Regions from separate parts of the Mus musculus genome. Here region 2 is linked to region 1. A link is a contact called in public HiChIP or PLAC-seq data. All regions are on one chromosome and are shown on one strand. Each heading gives the region's core, a stretch centred on a gene start, on an enhancer-like site or on the middle of the called end of the contact. The rest is flanking DNA. Distances are from core to core; before and after follow the strand shown. Region 1 holds the start of Adgrb3 (adhesion G protein-coupled receptor B3). Region 2 overlaps Gm39614 (a long non-coding RNA gene).

Region 1 (6,377 bases), core at 2,488-4,987:
ACGCCAGTTCTAGGGGATTTGATGTCTCTTCTGAGCTCTGAGGACTCCTGTATGCCTGTGGTGCACAGACATACATGCAATACACAAATAAATAAATAAAAGAAAATAAATAAATAAAAGTAAATAAATAAAAGTACCTTAAAACATCTTCTGAAATAGGCTACACACATTCTAGAATCCTCTTATTATTATTCGATGATAACTTTGCAGAAGACACAGGATTATAAGTGATAATATAGGAGAATGGGCTTATTTTCCAATGTAGAAAGTTTAAAGTTAGGGGAAAAGGTGAAGTAAAAACACTAGTCATGGAAACATTTTCTTGGAGTGACCTTAATAGAACAGGTAAATTATAGGAGACATATTGTGAAGATATTCAACTTTCAATAACCCTGACCAAGTTGAATTATGGTGATGCTATAAAACAGTAGTTTAGATTTGAACGTGTTAGTACTGAATTCTTGATATTCCTTTTGAAAGTCAACAAGGATATGGAAAAAAATCTAGTTTTACAATTAATTTGATAGTTTTGGTGTGAAATACTCTACGTGTCACAGATAAATGCATTAATGTAACATTACAAACATGATCAAATGAAGTGTTTACTATGTGTGTGTGTGTGTATTCACTTGTGTATGCAGATTAGGAAACAGTGTATACACATATATAGACACATATATGCATGTATAACAGGCATATGTGGGAAATGTGGGATACATACAAGGATATACATAGACCCACATGAACTAGATAGTAAAAGTTGGTAATTGTAATCTGAAGACACAGAGCTCACGGTGTACACTGGTTTGCCTTTTGTTATTGAGTCAATGACAGCAAAGCTTTCCCACGGAACTCCATGCAGGCAGAAAACAATGTGATGCCTTCTTGGGTTGGCTTTGGACTGTGTCGTCAGGGCTTAGAGACCAGTTTCTCCTTATATAGTCCCTCTTGTTATTCTTGATTGTGACACCCCTCCGCCCCCAGGAAGTCAGATGAGCCCCGGGTTACTGTAGCCAAGTGTCTTGCTTGGCATATTTATCATCTACAAATCATCTGCTATAAATATACCTCAGCAGGATCATCATCAGGCCAGCTCAGTAGCCTGCAGTTTATGAAGGTTATGGGAAACAGTGTGAAGGGTGAAGCGCTTTATTAAGAGTGGCTTTCCTTTCTGACCCAGCCCTGCATCCTACTTGAATTAAAATGATTCTGAAAAAGAGTGTTCCTTTCCATTAAGGATTAAGCCTTTTAAAATTGTCCCCCTAGGCTGTTTTTCTTACTCCACGCTGCTGTGACTTTAGAGATTTCTAAGAAACATCAAGATCACACTGCTAAATGATAATGTGAGAAGACACTACTGTGTGAGAATTATAACTATCCTTACATTATTTTATCTGTATGTACAAGCCACACAAAGTATTTTCTTATTCTCCATTTTATGGCACATTTACTGCGACTCCCCCCCCCCCCCGGGTGAAATAACAGATTTACCCAAATGTCTTGCAAATATTATGACCACTTTCACCCCAAAAGTTGAAATAAATGAAATATTTTCCTCTTTTATACTGCAGAATAGTCTTTTTTAAATAAGAAAATATGCTCACTATATACACAGCGTTTGGGATTTTGCATTTGACATATGAGAGCATTTTCTTTTCACATTCCCCTAAATGAATAAAAGCATTGTAATGAACCAGAAATGACACAAAACCAAAATGCCACCCAGGCTGCTTTCCCTGGTGATTTGTTCCTGGGAACATTGTTGAAGCCTGCTGGAAAGTGATTAACTGTTTCCCTTACCGGTTGTTACTTCAATGCTTGTCCTAAAAGAGAAAAGCCTTGAAGAGGGTCATTCTATTAATATGCAGTAAGATGCAAGGAGCCAAAGAGCCAATTTTAATATTTCAAACAATTCTGGTACATAAAAGATCATCAGTACCTTCCTGTTTTCATGATAGCCTTCCTTTGAAAATCCTGTTCTTGGCTATGCAATTGCCCCAGGGGAGAGGAACAAGAAGAGGAACAAAAAATGCAAATGAGGGAGTAGAGCAAATGATGGAAAATTGCTTCATTCAACTTCACCTGCTGCTCAGGCAACTCACCCTTAGGAGGACTCTGCCCAAATGCATTACCCATTATGTCTCCTCCCACCACATAAGCACACTATTCAAACACTTGTTTTGCAAACCACCAACCGCGTACACAAGTAGAGACCAAACTAGCTGGCGAGTGACCTGCATGTGCATGTGAAGTCTATCTGATGCATCTTCAGACGTCTGTACAAGAGGCAAAATAAACAATAAGTAAATAAAACGGTGGAGTCGTGTAGAAATTTATCTTCCTTATCCCCCTTCTCAACGGACAACAAAGGTAGCTTTTCTTCATTTCTTCCCATCACTTACCCGAACTTCCTACGAGGGGAAACTTGACAAGGAATAAATGCATTAAGAAGCCAGAACGAATCAAAAGTTTAGAACCCGCACTATTGTCCCAACGCCATGCTGAGAGCAGCTCAGGACGCCTGACCTCGGTAGCCTGCTCAGTGGTCCTGGCAAAGCCTCTTTCGTGACAGAACAAATAAGCTGTTAATTGCAGTCTGGCTGTGATTTTAAAAACAAAAAACAAAACAAAACAAAACAAAAAAACTGAACAACTATAGTTCCAGCCTCCAGCCTGAGGCAAAGAGCAGTGGGAGCTGAGTTGTGGCCCCTCAGCTGCAGACTGGATCAAGGCTAAATCCCGGTGCTGAAATGACAGCTCTCCCGCTGCGGCAGGTCCGCTCTGAATGGCAGCAGACAGATGATCGAGTCCAGCGTTTACTTCCTACCCCTCCATGTCGCCTTCCCGTCTCCGCGCCCCCCTGCCTCTCCTCCTGGGGACTTTCTCCTACACTTGGTGGCGACCAGCCTCAGCGGTGGGAACTGAGGATGCGAAAACCTCCCAGGCGCAGAAAAGATCGGTTTTCCAGACGTGTTTGGGTTTGAGTAGCAGGGCGCGGGCTCGGCTAGAGCCCCGAGGAGCCCGCGCCCGCCCGCCCGCCCGCCCGCCTCGCTCCCGCGCCCGTCCTCCCTCCCGCCCGCTCGCCCGCTCGCCCGCTCGCCCGCCCGCCAGCTCGCCCGCCGCGGGGGAGGCCGGACTCTGGTCCGGGCGCAGCGCTCCGCCGGGGACGCGCGCACCCACGAGCACGCGCGCGGGAGGGTTGCCCAGCGGCGGGTGCGCGCCGAGGAACGCGCGGGCCCCCTTCGCGCGCAGCCCGGGGAGAGCGAGCGCCGCGCGCCGGCGCGCACGCCCGCCACACAGCTTTACTATCTCGTGCCCTCGCGCGCCTCCCTCCTCGCCCGGCATTCAAACAGCTTCCCGACGTCGCCAGCCCAGGATTTTACCCCCAGCTCCTCAGCCGCGCTCCGTCCATCAGTACCTGGCAGGGAGGAGGGCCGGGGAGGAGGGCGCACCAAGCAAGCAAACGGCTCCTGCTCCAGCCTCGCCACCGGCCGGGAGCACTCCTGCCACCAGCCCACCGCCCAACACGCCGCCCCAGCCAGCGCCGCCGGCCACTTCTCAGCGCTTTTTTGGCTTCTTGGCCAATCCGTTTGTTGCGGGGGGGTGGGTTTGGGAAAACACATCTGCGCTCTTTATCCACTTCCATTTTTCTGTTTGGTGTTTCTGTGGAGTCTCCCTTCAGGGGGCCTCTCCCCGCCTCTCCTTTGAAGGCTTCATTCACTTGGATAAGGCGCAAGGCTCTGGCCGCTGGATACCACCGCCCCCCCCCCTATTATTTTTTTTTCCTTTTTTTCCCTCTGCCTTTCGTTTGCATGCATTATTTTTTTTCCAATCATAAATCTTAATATTTGAAGCTGAACCGGGGGGAAAAATGGGCAACGGTGATTGGGACCGAAGGGGAGTCTCTCCATCACTGTTGTTGGGACGTGTGCCTGTTCTGGTGTCTTAGATCAAGAGCCTCCCGGAGCTTTCGGAGTGGAAGGTAAGGAAAGGGGCCTAAGGGTCACCTCTGTCTTCTGGGGGGTCGCCCGGAGAGACTTGGGCTCAGTTTGGGGGGATGGAAGTCAAGGCTGTTGCTGGCGGATGGCAAGATTCTGAGCTTACTAAAACGCCGCAGTTGAAAAGTTAAGAGAAGTCTGTTTTTGAAGAGGTGTGCTGGATGGGAAGGAATAGGGAGAGAGACCCAGAAAATCTAGCAACTCGTGCGTGATTGAGGTAATTTTAGCGGGGGCGGAGGGGGGTAGGTTAAAAGGAAGTTAGGATAGAGTAGGATTGGGTCTTCTGTTGGGGGAAAAAATCAGTGGAGTGATGGCGCCGTCTATGTTCGGCTAAACTAAAGTGTCACCCAGAAGATCAGTTTGAGAATAGCTAAACTCAGTGCTGGTTTGCCTCTCAGAAAGAGCCAAATAAATAAATAAATAAATACAACATTCTGGAGCCCTCAGTGACCATCCCTTAGGCAACCTCTGGCCCTTATTTTTCCTTAGACAGATATACGGTTGTTTGAACAGGGCCTGCAGTGGGGGTGGGGGCAGTTCAATGATTCATATTTCTTATTATATAGAAACAAACAAGACTTCGTACCCCAAGAATGGTTAAAAATAAAGAGCGTTACATGAAGGGTGGAAGAGAGATGTGAAATCAGCTCTTCCCTTCTCTTCTAATCACTGATAAGCACACTATTGCAGACATCCACTGCCAAATAAATGGAAGCAGAAATACCGATTTTTTTTTTAATAAGGAAAAGAAATACGACCTCCTTTTGAGTTCCTGATTATAAAATGAAGCCCCCTTTCATGGTTGGAATTCCTAATTTAGACACTTACTGTCACATCGGCTTTCAACGCCTACACTCTATCCTGAAGAACACTGCGCAGACCTGCATTGCCTGCAAAGTGCTACAGCGTGCACACACACACACACACACACACACACACACACGAGACTGTTCCCATTTTTTTTAAACACACGTAACCTCTAAAATATCATTACCTTTATTTATTTATTTATTTACTTATTTTCAACTGGAAAAGGCATTACTCAGTGAGCTGTGTGTTTGGAAGAGAAAACGCTATTCTGATAGTCCTATCAGCTCTGGGTTTATTTTAAACTGCTGTTGTGTAGAGATTTACAGTTGGGGCTGTTTTGGCCTCTGTCAAGACATAGTGTTTGAATCATACTCTGTGAAATGCAGATCTGTTCAGGGACTTTGGTCACTGGATTGGGAGTGCATGTGTTGCTGTGTTATGCAATGGCAAAGAAGAAGGTTGTATGCTTTAGTTCAAAGACCAGACAGAGAAGGCATGAAAACTCTTAACAGTCTCTATGTCTGTCTGTCTGTCTGTCTCTGTGTATAGAATGGTGGAGGAGACTTCAGTTTAAAGCCTTTTAAAATGAACTTGATATCACTTTTATCAGCTTAAGGGCTGAACAGCAACAACAAAAACAAAAAGCATTGTCATTCATTCTGAGGAATAACTTTCTAAAGGTTAAAGATGAAAAAAATTAAGTTATATTGGGATTAATAAGTTATAGAGGTAAATATAATCAAGGATGCTTTGGTTGTGCAAAGCTGGGGCAAAAATCAATGTAAGAAGAACAACCTGGAACACTTGTTAGAAAGGCAGGAATTCGGCCACTGAAGTCGGCCAGGGAGCAAACACAATGCTAGGATTTTTCATGCACTATGTGTAAATCCCAATTTATAAGCTATGACTCTTACTAAAACCACCATAATTTGGAGAAACATAGCCTAGGCAAGCTCAGTGGCTGCAGTTCTGGGGTCCCCCACCCCCAACACTGCCTTTGGATACAGATACTAATACAGCGATCCACTTTATGCATCCCAGGAGGGCACGGCCTATGAAATGACTGCCTGGAATCTCACACTTAGTGGTGATGCCGAGCATCAGGTCTTTCCGGTCCATCTACCCATCTATGCCCTCTCCCAGATGATTCCTTCAAAATCTGACGCGTCCCCACGAATTCCCAAGTGGTTTTTTTTTTTTGCACAGGAATGTCTCACCAGTTCACACAGTGGCCCCTGCAAAGGCAAGTAGGGGCATTGGGGAGATGATATTCCATCTGGAAGGAATGATCGTCTTTGCTTTTAAAGCTGTGGCTGTAATTTACCACGATTACTTCTCACAGTCCACAGGAAAGGAATAATGCGATGACAGCTGCTTCCAGATTATCAGGTTAGATTTCGTGTGTTGCTGTTTACTGCAGGCAGAAGACTGAGGGAGAGGGAAGGTTCTGGAGTTTAAGTCAGTACCTCAGCAATTAACATGCAGGTTATTGCTACTCCAAAACAAAACAGAACAAAACACCATGCTTTCCCACTTCACTTGATAGAATGATAATGGATGTGCAGGAAA
Region 2 (6,541 bases), core at 3,913-6,412, 63 kb before region 1:
TGAAGAAACAATCTCCTGTAGCCAGGCAGGACCCCCCAGTGGAGGGATGAGGACACCAACCTATCCACAAAACGTTTGACCCAAAATCTAGACTGTCTAAAAGAAATTCAGGGACAAAGATAGAACAGAACCTGAAGGAATGGTCAACTAATAATTGTCCCAACGTGAAAACCATTCCATGAGCAAACAACAATCCCTGACACTATTAATGATATTCTATTACGCCTACAGACAGAAGCCCAGCATAACTGTCCTCTGAGAGGTTCTACCCAGCAATTGGCTGAAACAGATGCACAGACCCACAGTCAAACATTAGACAGGGAAAGGATTGAAGGAACTAAAGGGGATCTCAATCCCATAGGAAGACCAGCAGTGCCAACTAAGCTGGACCTCTGAGAGCCCTAAGAGACTGAGCCACTCAGGAAAGAGAGAGCATGAAATAGACTAATCTGACGATTCTGGCACATGTGTAACAGAGCGCTACCTTGTTCTGCCTCAGTAGGAGAGGATGGTCCTAATCCTGCAAAGGATTGGAGGATACCAAGTGGGAGCTACCCTCTCAGAGCCAAGAAGAAGGGGGTGGGTGAAATACTCAGTGAGTGGGGAACCTAGAGGGGGCAGTGTTTGGGTTGTAAATAAATTATTTTTTAAAACTCACATATTATTACATACTAATTGTTTTCTTTTTTTTTTTCTCAGAAAGGAAACCAGAAAGTTGTCGTATGGAATGTTACCCATTATAGCAAGGTAAAGCAATTTGTATGAATACTGTAAGGTCATAAGAATGTGCTGAGTGTTCAGACATGTCTAAACTGCACACTTTAAAACTGAAAAATTTCCTAATCCCACTCAGCCTAACATTAACGTACATCAAAGAGAATTTACACATTGTCGCTGGGCCAACATCAATCCCTATGTAGAACTCTCCTACTTCAAGATGAATAAACAAGCAACAGCCATGACAATGGGGAAAAAAACAATCTGCAATATGAGGAGAATTACCCGAAAGAAAATGAAACAATTTTAATAAGTATTTTTACAGGCAATAAAATAAATACTTGAAAAGCCTATACTTTATACAGCTATAAGACAAACATAAGATATTGTCATTACTATGAAACATGATTGAAGACGCTTTCAAGATATATAAACAATGACATTTCAATGAATATAGAAAAGGAATGAGACCTATCTAAAATGAAATTCAAGAATTAAGTTCTCAGCAAGCTTTTATTAAAAAAAAAGAAATTCAAATGAATGTGTGACATAATGAGCAGGCTTCCTAAGAACTTCAGAAAAATAAAACACAAGTAAAAGTAAAGAGATTTAATGAATAATAAAAATGGTTAAAATTATTTTAAACATTAAAAAAAAACACTTTAGAAGACATGCGTCTAGGAAGGACATGTGAGATACATTATGGGGTAGGGTGATGTGGAGAAAGAATGTGTGCATAACAATGACCAAGCTACGTTGTTTACTGCTTTTCAGGCTGTGGGACCTGGGAGAATAGAGCCTACAAATAAGACAAGCTAAAGTTTTGTGCATCAGCCAACTTTATTCAGATCATCAGACAATTAATTCTCTTAGGGTTGAGAATTACAGTAGTAATGTGCACAATCACAGGGACAAGCTGCACAGGGCAAGCACATGTTTTCCCAATAAAGGCCTATAAACAAATAACAACATCCAGTTGTAATGAATCATCTGAAGTCAATGAACTCCTCTCTGCTACCCCTGGGAGAGGCACCCACACACAGCCCAAGAACAATTCCGTGTTTTTGAAGAAACAGAGGTCGTAAGACTCTTGTCTGGCTTTCTTGGAGTCTTGTCACAAGAACCCAGAATTCTCCTCAAGGTGCAGGGTATACATGTGAGATATTTTCAAAATTAAAAAAGTGAAAGAGACACATAAAGAAGATAAACACCTGGGTTGTTTCATGGGTTTTCTGAGCTCCTGCGCTAATATCCACTTATCAGTGAGTGCACACCATATGTGTTCTTTTGTGACTGAGTTACCTCACTCAGGTAGATACTTTCTAGTATCATCCATTTGCCCGTGAATTTCATGAAGCCATTGTTTTTAATAGCTGAGTAGTACTCCATTGTGCAAATGTGCCATGTTTTCTATTTCCATTCCTCTGTTGAAGGGTTCTTTCCAGCTTCTGGCTATTATAAATAAGGCTGCTATTCACATGGTGGAGCATGTGTCCTTGTTATATTATGGAGCATCTTTTGGTTATATGTCCAGTAGTGGTATAGCTGGGTCCTCTTTGCAATTTTCTGAGGAACCACCAGCTTGGTTTCAAAAGTAGTTTTGCCAGCTACCATTAACCAAAGAGTATACATACAGGGAGCCAGGACTCCAGATTCATATGTAGCAGAGGATGGCATTATCTGACATCAGTAGGAAGGGAAGGAGGCTTTGCCCCAGGGTAAAGGGACACTAGAGTGGTCAGGCCAGAGTGGGTGAATAGGTGGAGGAACACCCTCAAAGAGGCAAAGGGGTGGGGGAAGAGGGAGGCTGGTTTGGGGGGGGGGTTATGAATGGGTAACCAAGAATGGGGATATCATTTAAAATGTAAATGAATAAAATTATTAATGAAAAGAAAATAAGCAACCTACAAATTATAGCATTTGTTAAAAAATAATCATATAGAAAATGCAACAATCTTCAGTATAATATAAATAATTACCGATACTATAATAAATTGGCCATATGTAAACAAAGAATAGCAGTTCTCAGTCCTCTTGAACACAAGTACAAGTAATGCTGGCCTTAAAATGATGAAGCCAACATTTTAAACTTAGCCAAATTTTTTCTGGAACTTCAGCTAAACCAGTGTGAAAATATCATCTAAATATATTTTTAAATATCATAAATCACTTCAAATAAATGTTATAATTGGCATAATAAATACATAAAATTAATTTAAAGAGAAATTTAAATCAATTTCCTCAGATTTAAGATTTAAAATATGTCAAAATATGACATTGTTTGGGTCGTGACTTGAGTCTCCTGATGCATACAATGAGAAAAGACGTGTAACATGACTATTTCCCATATGAAGAGATTTGGAGGTTGGTCGATGCTCGGAAAAAATAAGACTCTCATTCCCTTACTATTATTTTATGTTGACTTGACTCTTTCATATTCTTCTGATGGTGATCAAGACAAATAAAACTACAGCCAAAGTTCTAAAAATCTTAATCATGAATGATTCACACACATACACACACACACACACACACACACACACACACACACATCTCCCAGCAAAGATTACAAATCTTTTTCTGACCTAATCACTAGTTAGGTCTGTGGGATCACAGATGCCCTCCTGTGGCAAGAAAAACAAAGTGTACCAATTATGGAATCTGAAGGTGTAATGAGTCACAGTCACAAAAAGAAAGACCGGAAGGCAAATCAGTAACTGTTGTCCTTTACTGTTCGTTAAAGTGGTGAGAAAACATGGCAGAAAATTTGAAAAAAAAATAGCTAAATATATAAAGCATAAACAAAGTAATATTTCAAAGCTATCAAATGTAAGCAAAACCTTCCAATAAAATATAACACGTGCAGACCTTTATAACTTAACTGACACATTTAAGAATATAGATTAACATGCTGTTATGGGAAGATGAGAAGCTGCCATGATAACAATAGCAATCAGTGAAGTGAGAACAGAAGAATTTTCTAAACCGAATCCTGTGAAAATATGAAGACCAGGAGATATACCAGATAACAAGGAAAATGATGTGTTTAAACTTTACAATCCAACAAACAAATTTCTCTTTAAACTCTTTACAACACATTTTCAGGAGTGGTCACAAACTGGAACATACAGATTTTTAAAGATGTTTATATTTCCAGAACATAATTTCTACTAGCAAAGATAACATATTAACAGTAAGCTTTATATTACTGACTTGAAATCCTTGAAAAATGTACATACTTTAAAAATTGACGAATTTTACAGTCTGTTTCTAGGATCTGCTGAGGTAAAAACTAGGAAAAGTGAGACATTAATAAGTTCATGAGCTCTATGGATTTTAGATTCAGTGAAAGAATTGTTGATATTTAAAACTAATGACCAAGTCAATAAATAAAAAGAAATCATTGTCCTGAACTTAATAAAATTACCTTAATCAACTTAATTGTGCACTTTTAAGGACCTAATTCAAGTTTAATTCTTTACCATATCTTTAACACACAAAGTATTTTATCATAGTTCTTAAAATAAGATTAATTCTGATTAGAAAATACCAACCATACCTACCCAATGATACAGACAATAAAATTTGGCTAAAAGCCTCATTCAATTCGACTCTACGCTAATTAGATTTTATACTAATTATTAAAATGCAGATGATGGAAACAATTTTATCTAATGCCTTCTTCGACTTTAACGTTTTTCAATTAGTCTCTGCTCTTCATTACTAAGTCTCTCCCCACACCCTAAGATTCACCATACTTCCTAAATACAAGTAGTTTCCCAAATGAACTTGGCAAGGCCTGTTACTAAAGGGCTTATTCTGTGCCAGGGGATCACCATCACAATTAGCCCCTGCCGCACCATGGGCTGAGCTCCATGATGGAACTCTCAGATGGATTTCCTGCCAACTACTGAAGTCTTTCTGTAAAATCAAACCGGTTTCACTATTTGTACTTTAAGCAAAAACCAATCATTTGAATCATCTCAATTAATAAATACTAACTAGCAAACCAACCCATGAAAGTGGTCTCTTCCTTCCAAAGTATCACACAGTAACACTTCCCATAAAACTAGTTGCTCAATTTAAGATTTTCTGTAAATGGTCCCCCCAAAAATAAATTACCTCATTTACTATCTCCTGAATATTTAGTATAGAATAAGCAAATTTTTAACAATTAATTATCCACTAGAAAGGCTCAATAGAATTGTGGTACTCCAATGAATATATGTAAAAAGAATGTTTTAGTTGCCTAGCAATTCTCAAAAAAAAAAAAAAATTAGATAAAATGCTTTTTCTACCGTTCAAACACTTTCTTTAAACATATTCCCGTTCTGCAGTGTATTAGGCCTTGTGAACAGGATTTTAAGAGTCTGGAGATGTGACTGTGTTTAAGATTCCTTTTTCCAGTCACTAGTTCATTGTCAGCAACAGCTACAGAGCAGCTTGGTGTGTATTCAGAGACCGCCAGGAAGTTAGTTCTGCATGACTGAGTCAGCGCTGCAGCTTGAAGAATGCACAGCTCCTGTTTCCTTAAGCAATCATATATTTCTTGTTGGAATAACAATATAAGATAGTGTAGCTGTGGCAAAATAATTCTTATTTCACTGTATTTCATGGAAAAATTAAGTCTCTTATAAAGGAGTGACCCATATCATTTATACTATGTGAAGATTAAATAAAACCTATAGAGGCTTTTCTTCACTTTGTGTGGTGTTCCAAAGAGCTAAAGAGAGAGAGAGAGAAAAAAGACATTAGTGATTTGTTTAGTCTCTGCAAGTCTTCTCAACTGGAGGATGGGGAAAATAACATGCCAGTATAGTAACCGCAAAGAAATTGAATATGTAAATTAGCAACATCTAGAATTCAGATGGTATTTAAAAGTGAGTCAATGTTTTGGTTTCCATGGTTTTCAAAGGGAGAGAGAAATATGAGGTAAAGATTTTCAGTAGTTCCAAATTAAGTTAACATTGGTTTCAGGTGCTTTCACTACTGCCGCATTGCTGTGCACAATCAAGTTTCATCCCCTATGCCTGAAATCATTCATTTTAAGTGATTTATTTAAAAGATAATAGAAACTGTTCCTATACTCAACCCTATATATGAGCTATTGTTTTTTTATTTGAGTGCTTCAAAATTTGCTCTTGCATATGTTTAAGACTGAGAACGTTTCTCATTATCATAACTTTATATAATATATTCAGACGTAGCCCCCCAAATAGCCTATTAGATATTTCATATATTTCCTAATTATATATTTATGTGTCTATAATTTGAGAATATTTTATTTAAACAAATATACACATGGGCACATAATCTTGCATGAATTCCTACCTATAATCAAAACCTAACAATTTTGAGTCAGTCTAGATATTTTAAGACCAGAGTCTTCTTTTCCTTTTCCATTGTTCAACAAGCACACATAAGCATGTGCATCCTCTTATATGTGTATATGGACACTGTGTTATCACACCAGTGTGTAGATGTACACATATATGTTCAAATCTATGATTCCAACAAAGTCATTAGCTGTCCATCTTAAACCTAATAATGTTGTATGAAAGTTTAATCAATAAAGTAGCTCAAATTTTCAGTTCAAAATAAACTTATTAAACACAAACTCGGTGGATGAGACAATTGTTAATTCCAGGAATAAAGACAGACATGACTGTCACAGTTGATATTCTGAAAGTTGTTGCCATAACAACATGGAAGGTATCAATTTATCTGTCAGTTAGAATATTTTTGTGTGAAAGAACATGACAAACAATGCAATTCATAAAAAAATGTTAGCAGCCTGGATTACATTATCATGAGTCTTCAAATT

The links. HiChIP or PLAC-seq counts read pairs in DNA pulled down with a chosen protein or histone mark.
Region 2: an H3K4me3 HiChIP or PLAC-seq map of neural progenitor cells shows a contact between it and region 1, with 59 read pairs. The contact joins the enhancer-like site here to the promoter of Adgrb3 in region 1. A contact is called at or near these places in 9 of 484 Hi-C or Micro-C datasets (cerebral cortex, cortical neurons, embryonic stem cells and 2 more), 4 of 115 datasets of contacts at active chromatin or transcription factors (astrocytes, embryonic stem cells and neural progenitor cells) and 3 of 9 other capture datasets (adipose tissue, liver and pancreatic islet).

What each region holds. Positions count from the first base shown.
Region 1 is chr1:25,827,067-25,833,443 of GRCm38.p6, reverse strand. It overlaps Adgrb3 (adhesion G protein-coupled receptor B3), which reads left to right and starts at 3,737. Exons shown (of 31, transcript NM_175642.4): 1 at 3,737-3,982. Gm9884 (predicted gene 9884) reads right to left here and starts at 3,014. Exons shown (of 2, transcript NR_169046.1): 1 at 2,403-3,014; 2 at 1,874-2,276.
Region 2 is chr1:25,891,177-25,897,717 of GRCm38.p6, reverse strand. Gm39614 (a long non-coding RNA gene) reads right to left here. Exons shown (of 3, transcript XR_865299.1): 3 at 5,413-5,440. It overlaps Gm31076 (a long non-coding RNA gene), which reads left to right. Exons shown (of 3, transcript XR_373279.2): 3 at 700-748. Among named protein-coding and RNA genes, the nearest start is that of Gm31076, 9.2 kb to the left of the region's middle. Within about 2 kb of position 5,162, at least 25 of the 459 cell types and tissues checked have an H3K27ac peak or open chromatin away from gene starts, as enhancers often do. A contact at or near this core is called in neural progenitor cells and stem cell-derived neural stem cells, where this site is marked.